Regions from separate parts of the Gossypium hirsutum genome. Here region 1 is linked to region 2. A link is a contact called in public Hi-C data. All regions are on one chromosome and are shown on one strand. The core of a region is the stretch at or near the end of the contact, and the rest is flanking DNA. Distances in the headings are between cores, read along the strand shown.

Evidence for each region. A called contact is a pair of places that touch in the nucleus more often than the background predicts.
Region 1: a contact with region 2 is called in a Hi-C map of leaf, with 2.6 times the contacts expected there. The contact joins the enhancer-like site here to the promoter of LOC107954295 in region 2. A contact is called at or near these places in 3 of 34 Hi-C or Micro-C datasets (callus and leaf).

What each region holds. Positions count from the first base shown.
Region 1 is chrD07:19,344,575-19,348,310 of Gossypium_hirsutum_v2.1, reverse strand. No RefSeq gene overlaps it. Among protein-coding and RNA genes, the nearest start is that of LOC121219204, 9.6 kb to the left of the region's middle. Within about 2 kb of position 1,365, at least 1 of the 9 cell types and tissues checked has an H3K27ac peak or open chromatin away from gene starts, as enhancers often do. A contact at or near this core is called in leaf, where this site is marked.
Region 2 is chrD07:19,305,234-19,309,021 of Gossypium_hirsutum_v2.1, reverse strand. It overlaps LOC107954295 (protein RETICULATA-RELATED 4, chloroplastic), which reads left to right and starts at 1,293. Exons shown (of 8, transcript XM_016889808.2): 1 at 1,293-2,074; 2 at 2,474-2,542. The coding sequence starts at 1,547.

The DNA of each region.
Region 1 (3,736 bases), core at 116-2,615, 39 kb before region 2:
AAACACTTGGTGCGAAATGAATTTCTTAATAAATATATTAAATTTAAATCACAATTGTTAGAATTTTACACAAACTAGCATATGTCATGTATTTATTATATTTTCTAAAGATTCTTTTTGTTCTCTTATAGAATACTCAAGACTATTTTTTGGGTCAACAATATTAGAAATATATTCTTTTCTTCTTTAATGGTACTTGACCTATGTTTAATTTGGTATTATTTTTTTCCAATTAAATTCTTAACTTTTGATTTCATCTTGATCTAGTACCTAAGGCAAATAACGTTAATTTTTTTAATTTGAGCCTATGAGAATTGGACACGTGTCAGTTTTAAATGTTAATTAATTTAAGTAAAATTTTGAAAAATGTTTCTTTTTAAATGTAAACATATATAAATAAAAAGTTAAATTTTCAAAAAATATAATTAATTTTTAAAATAGCTAAAATTAAAAATAATTAAAATTTTAAATATTATATAACTTCAAAAAAATTTATAGAAAAATAAAAAATTTGAGTTGAAAAAAAAAACAAAAATACATTAAAATTCAAAAGAAAAAGATTGAGTTCAGATGAACATCGGTCAACGTTGACCAACACCTACCAATGATAATTTAAAAAATAAAAATCGACTCCAACTTTAAGTCTTAAATAAAGAAAAACAATCATATATATTAGTTTACATACTTGTACAATACAGGAGTTAATAATGTTTGTCAATATAAATTATTTTAAAAAGAAATAGAAATAAATCATGTAAATTCAATCTTAACATTAAAGAATTGATATGTAAAATATATATTAATTATGAAGTTTGGAAATGTTATATTACAAGGATTATAATAAATAGGGATGTCAATTTTTAAAATATATTTCTAGATTTATTTAATAGTCACATTATTTACATTTAATTAACCATCTACATTCACTAATTATTAATTAAAATTAAATTCAAAATTATATATAACAATCTATTATCATGGTATTCATATTTTAACAACAATTTCAAAATATATTTTTTTAATTCATTATAATATCAATTATCATGATTTTATTATCTAAATTTCTAAATCCAAAAAGTAAAAAGTCTAAATTTTTGAAACTAAAAGTAGGATTAGAATATATTTTAACCTTCAAATTTGTATTCCATAATTTGACACAAACAAATAATAAATTCAACATGAAAAGAGAGGATATTTTTAATTTCATAATTAACATAATTTAATTAATACATAAAATTAATTAATGTGGACATGGCAAGCGTAAACGTAGTTTATAATATAAAGCAAACAAAAAGATTCTGGCATATTTTAAAATAATTTTAAATATTGTTAAGATTCCATAAATCAAGTGTGATCGTGGAACCCATGCAATGTTCGCCAACCCAATTCTGCCACAAATCTACACGTATGTTTTAGGAGGTGTTTTGCACGCTCCAATTATTTGTATTATTTCTACATGTGACTTTACTTTTATTCTTCTTTTTAAAATGCCCACAAGGCTTTCCTTCTTCTTCTTCCATCAAAATACATTTTCAATTCTGATCCTTCAACTATTATTATATTTATATTTTAATTTAACATAATTTAATTTTTTATTTTTACAATAACATTAGTTAATCCAAATTGTTATTATCTTAAACTGCTAACATAATTTTTTTTAAAAATACCTTTTTAACATATAACAAAATCTCTCATAAGTTTGAATGTATATTTTTAATAAAAAAAATTCCACCTCATCATTTTATCTATAGTATCTTTGATTTAACATTTATATCTAATCTAGAAAAATATTTTATTAATTCATTTTATATTTAAAATACGTATTTAAATGTGTTTGTATATGCCTAACTTACGGATCAATTTATTATTTGTTTTCTAACAACTTACGAAAAAAATTAAAATTATTATCATTTAGTTTTTATTTCTAAATAATACATTTTTATATGCCTGCATGGATAAATATATTTTGTTAATTTATTATTTTAATTTTAAACGACATATTTAAACAGTTTGATTCGCACATTTATTCATGAGTCAAGTTAAGAATGTTATCAAATCCGCTCTTAAAAAAAAAACAAGAATGTCTTCTTAAGGCATTCTTTATCTAACACTTGTCCAAATAGATGCCATATATATATATATATAAAAGATTATATGAAAAACTTTAAATTTCAATTTTGGTCCTTATATTATGCTTTTGAAATGTAATCTCTATACTTTAATTTTTGGCATAATTTAATACTTCAACTTTTATAATATCATTAGTTAGTCTAAATATTTTATTCAAATTAAAACGTTTAGTGAATTTCTAAGAATTGCTATTAACGTTAAATTTCTCTATTAAATTAATGTCTGTTGTAATGTTTTCTCTTTTGTTACATCGTTACTAGTGATTATTTTTCAAAATTTCAATATGTTACACCAAAGAATTTTAACAGTATTAATAATTAGATCTGAAAAAATAAAGAGACTAAATAACTGAAAATAAAAGTCTCATCATTAAATTTTAAATATACAAAAAGTATAAAGATTTAAAACATATTTTAATCTTCAAATTTAAATGTTATAATTTGATTAAAAATGTTATAAACCATGCTATGCACAAGACATGCTAACCAACTATGTATTTAGTAAAACTAATATTATTTAAACATAAAAATAATTATAATTAAGGTAAAATTAAATTTAAGTAATAAAATAAATGCACAAATGCAAAATTAAATTCTATAGAATGGTTAATCTATAAATATATTTATAGTGATCAAGTCAAACAATATTCTTAGGAATAAGAAAAGCATACAAAAGCAATTTCATAAATCAAAGGTGAAGAAAGAGAATAAACACAAAGCATCCAAGGGAGGACAAACTATTTCCAAGTCAACAGATTTATCCATTACATCTTACCTTATCTCTCTTGAGCAAGAACAAGACACAAAAAACAAGGGGAAGAAAAGCATGACTAGATGCATACAATAAAATCCCCCTCGCAACACATGAACCGTTTTATTACTTCTAGAGTTCCAAACAGAGCAATAAAAGCTTGAGAATATGGAGAGAAAGGGAGGGACAGTAGGGGAGAAGGTTTGGGAAAGGGGAGGAATATTTTTTATTATTATTTTGTTTACTATTAATATAATAAAAAAAAGATAGAGTTTGTAAATGTGTAGGATTAAATTTATTGAATTATTTAGAATTAGGATTAAATTGATAAAATGTGTAAGTATTGAGGACTAAATATATGATTATACAAATTAGAAAAAGATCACATCATCACTTCCATTAACCATTTAATGGAGAGTGACCAAAATATAAACGATCTAAAACGTGAGTGACCAAAATAAAAATAATCTAAAACATTAGTAACTAAATTGAAAACTTTCATAGTTGGGTGACCAAAACAGAAACACCTTAATAGTTGAATGTCTAATTCTATAATTTATCCTAATTTATACTTGTAAGAATGTGATACATACTATACCATGTGTTAATGTGGCAATTAAAGTTTTTATTTTAGGAAAATATTAATACAAATAATTCAGTTATTTTTTAATTACTATTAAATTTAAAATTCATTAATTTTGACAATTTTAAAATTAAAAAGAAATAAATTAATGTGATTAATATTGTTAATAAAAGACCTTTTATGTGCAGATCTAATTTATTATAAATATTTTATATTTTATATTTTATAAATAAAAATGTTTTTGCTAAAATAATTTTATTACATATATCATGG
Region 2 (3,788 bases), core at 44-2,543:
TTAATCATTGACTTAACAAATAAACAATATAAAAATAACGACAATTACTTTTTCCGAAACCCATTTTTGTAATAAACAGAAATCTAATTACTCAAAAAAACATATAATGTTCACTTTTATATCATAAAATAAACAAATTATTATTAAAATAAAAAAATATATACTAGTCAAACCAATCTTAATATTACTTTCAACACAAATATGTCTTAATACCCAATTCTAATAATTCTACTAAAATAAACATGCACTTTGAGAAAATCTATCTTAATAAACATACACTACAAAAGAAAATTACAAATATCTGAACTAACACAATTTTAATTATTTTTGAAGTTAACATATTATTACAATAAAAAATTAAAATTTCAACACAATTCCAAATTATTAATAATTATACGATCACAAAAAAATACATATTTATTTTTTTGGGACCTTCTGCTATTGGAAGGGAGGGAGGGAACGTCCAAGTGTTTGTAATATAAAAAATAAAAAATACTAAATAATTAGTACTAAATAAACTTTTAATACAAATAAATTACTATTAAAAAATAACTAATTATACTACTGAAAAAACCAACCTCCATACTAACATTTTCTTCTTGGTATTCGGTGGGGGACCATCAGCTGGTAGTCTGTTTTTGTTTTCGTGTGGAAACAATATGTGGGGGTTGGTCCCTTTTATGATAATGAAAATAATAATATAATAATAAATTTTAAACAAAAAGTAAAAAATAGTCTGAAATATTTGGACCTGTGATCGATGAATCATATTAGTGGTAGGCCGTCAGGTCGGTGCCGTCGAGCTGTTAGGCGGCACCGACCTGCCACTAATGTGATAGGTCATGGACCCAAGTTTTATTACCCGAATATTTTAAATTTTTTTCAACTTAAAAAACATATTTTATAATAAAAATTCAGGTGTCGTCTAACACTTCGGCGGCACCAATAAAAAATAATTTTTTACTTTTTACATGTATAAAAATATGAGGTATTTTTAAATTTTAGATATTGGTGCTGTCGATTGCTCAAGCAACAGCCTAAAAAAATTTATTTAAAAAAAATGAATGATTGAAGCAATTTTTGGTGGCAAGAGAGGGAGTATCGTCGATTGCTCAGGTGGTACCGTGAGTACACTTTTCACTTTACCTGGTAAATAATAAGGCTTTATCCTATTGTAGTAAATATTTTTTTTATATTATTTAGATAAAAAATTTGAAATAAGAAAATGCACAAAAAAATAATGAAAGTTATTTTCTTAAAGAAAACATTAATTGGAATTTAAATTATAAGAAAAAGGTGGAGAGTAATGAGAGCGTGAGTTTCACGGGGAGAGAAAAAAGAGTAGGAAAGAATGAAACCCTAAAGTAGACAAGAGCGGAGGTTGATTTTCAGACAAAAACTGTCTTAGAAAGTGGTCTGGCGTTTGCTTAGATTCAGATCCTTCAACTTTGATCAACTAGCCAACGACAAACCTTTCATTATTACACACCTCTTTCCATTACTTCTCTGACCAAAACTCCGCCTCTGACACCACCTGCCGCCACCAATGTCCATCGCCGCCTGCCTTCTCACCCCTTCCCCACTTTCCTCTCCTAGTTCCCTTACCATCACCCCTAAATTCCCCACCACTTTCCCTCTCCACCTCCACCTCCGCCTTTCCTCCTCCGCCACCTGTCTCCGTCACAGCCGATCTTCCCCGTTCTTAACCTTCTGCGCCGGCGGCGATGGTGGTGATATTAACAGCAACAACAACTCGGGTGGCGGCGGTGGAAACGATGAGAATGGAAAACACAGGGGTGGTGATGACGAGAATGCGGGTGATAAGAACAGGAAAGAGGCGATGATTGTACTGGCGGAGGCAGGGAGGTCAACGGAGAGTCTGCCGAAGGACTTGGCGGCGGCGATCCAGGCTGGGAGGATCCCTGGGTCGGTCATAGAGAGGTTCTTGGGGCTTGAAAAATCGGGGCTTATGAGATGGTTGATGCAGTTTGGAGGGTTTAAAGAAAGGCTTTTGGCTGATGATCTTTTCTTAGCTAAAGTTGCGATGGAGTGTGGTGTTGGGATCTTCACCAAGGTCCATTTTTCCTCCTTTTTCGTTTTTTTAATCAATATATACAAATGGCTACTGTAGATTTGTTCACCGATTCTTACTTAGCATCGGTTTTAAAGGTTTTCTTTTTATTCTTTTTCACTTGATCATTTTTGGTTCACTTATTTTCTTTGAATCTTAGCCCGAATTTCGGGATACTTTGCCTTCGGAGTTTTAAGTCAACGTTTTAGTCTTTCTTTACATGAAACTGCTTAAAGTGCATGATTGTTTTAGGATTAAATGTTCAACAATACAGCATGTTGATTTTTAGGAAAAGCAATTGAAGCTACAAGAGCTATGTTTATGCATGTTCCAAATTTTGGTCTCATTTACTTTATCATTCCATCTTAACTACTATTTATATACTTTTGTCATGTTTTCCAGACTGCTGCAGAATATGAACGTCGCAGAGAAAACTTTTTCAAGGAGCTGGAGATCGTTTTTGCTGATGTGGTATGATTCTTCACTTACCTCTTTAAAACCTGCACCTTTTCATTCTTCATTTCTTCTGATTCTGAGTAGCAAGGATGGCGTGTTCGATAAATTTAAACCCAAGATTTTGATGCCAATTCATGTCTATTATATTGATCCTTAGAATTTCTTGATGGTCAAACTACTGTTTTTTATTTGAAATTAGGGGAATAATATGTTACAATCCTTCGAATGCTCTGTATATATATACATATATATTTTAAGGATAAGAAGCGAATTGCCTTATAATTGTTAGACTAGGAACACAGCATGGACATGACGGCTATAAAAAGATTTTATATGTTGAATTTGTACTTTTCAATTAAAAAATAACTTGCAAATAGTTTTTCAAAATTCAAAAATTGAACCTTAAAGACACCTATGAGAACCGAATTGTTGATTCCATATTTGGAAGAAAAAAATCATCATTTATCCAAACATGTTCAATTGTGTCCATTCATGTCCGACTTTATCTTGATCATCTTTTGACAGTGTTCAATTTTACTTTTACTTCTTTTAATGTTTCCAACATGTGGGACATTTATCGACATATGGACACTCCACTGATAGAAATGTCATGCTTCATAGTTAGATGAATTCTGTTAGCTGCTTAAAATTTTCTTTGGTAAATGACCTTAGCTAAAGTAGCTCAATATCATGCATCGGCAATTACAAATACAACACATATATAGATTGTAAGCATTTGTAGTTGGATGAACATACTTAATTCACAGCTGTTGCATGATATATAAGTTTTAGTAACAAGAGGAAGTGATAGGCGGGTTTACCGCTTATCAATCATGGGGAACGAATGCCACGTGCCGTCTTGTCAACGTTGGGCTTTTCCTTTAGGGAATGTTTCAAATGCTCTAGACCATCCAACGAAGAGTTTGAATCATAACGAAGAGTTTGAATCATAACATATGGTGGTAAAGAAGTCTATAGTTCAAGATTAATGGTTATTACGGAGTTTAATCAAATATGTGACTCGTTTATACACGCATGTTCTCCTGGTAATCTAACCAAGCTTTTAATACTAAACCATATCTTTTTGTGGGCTTGCAAGCTCGTCTTCTACTAGGCTGATAAAACGATCATTTGAGACAAATGAGAGATGGAGTTTTGTTTAGTTATCAAGGGGAAAAATAGCAAGATTGAATTAGAGTTAGATTTTGTCAGAGAAATCTTGAGAACTCAGATGCTGCCAAGTGTAGTATATCAGGTTTTA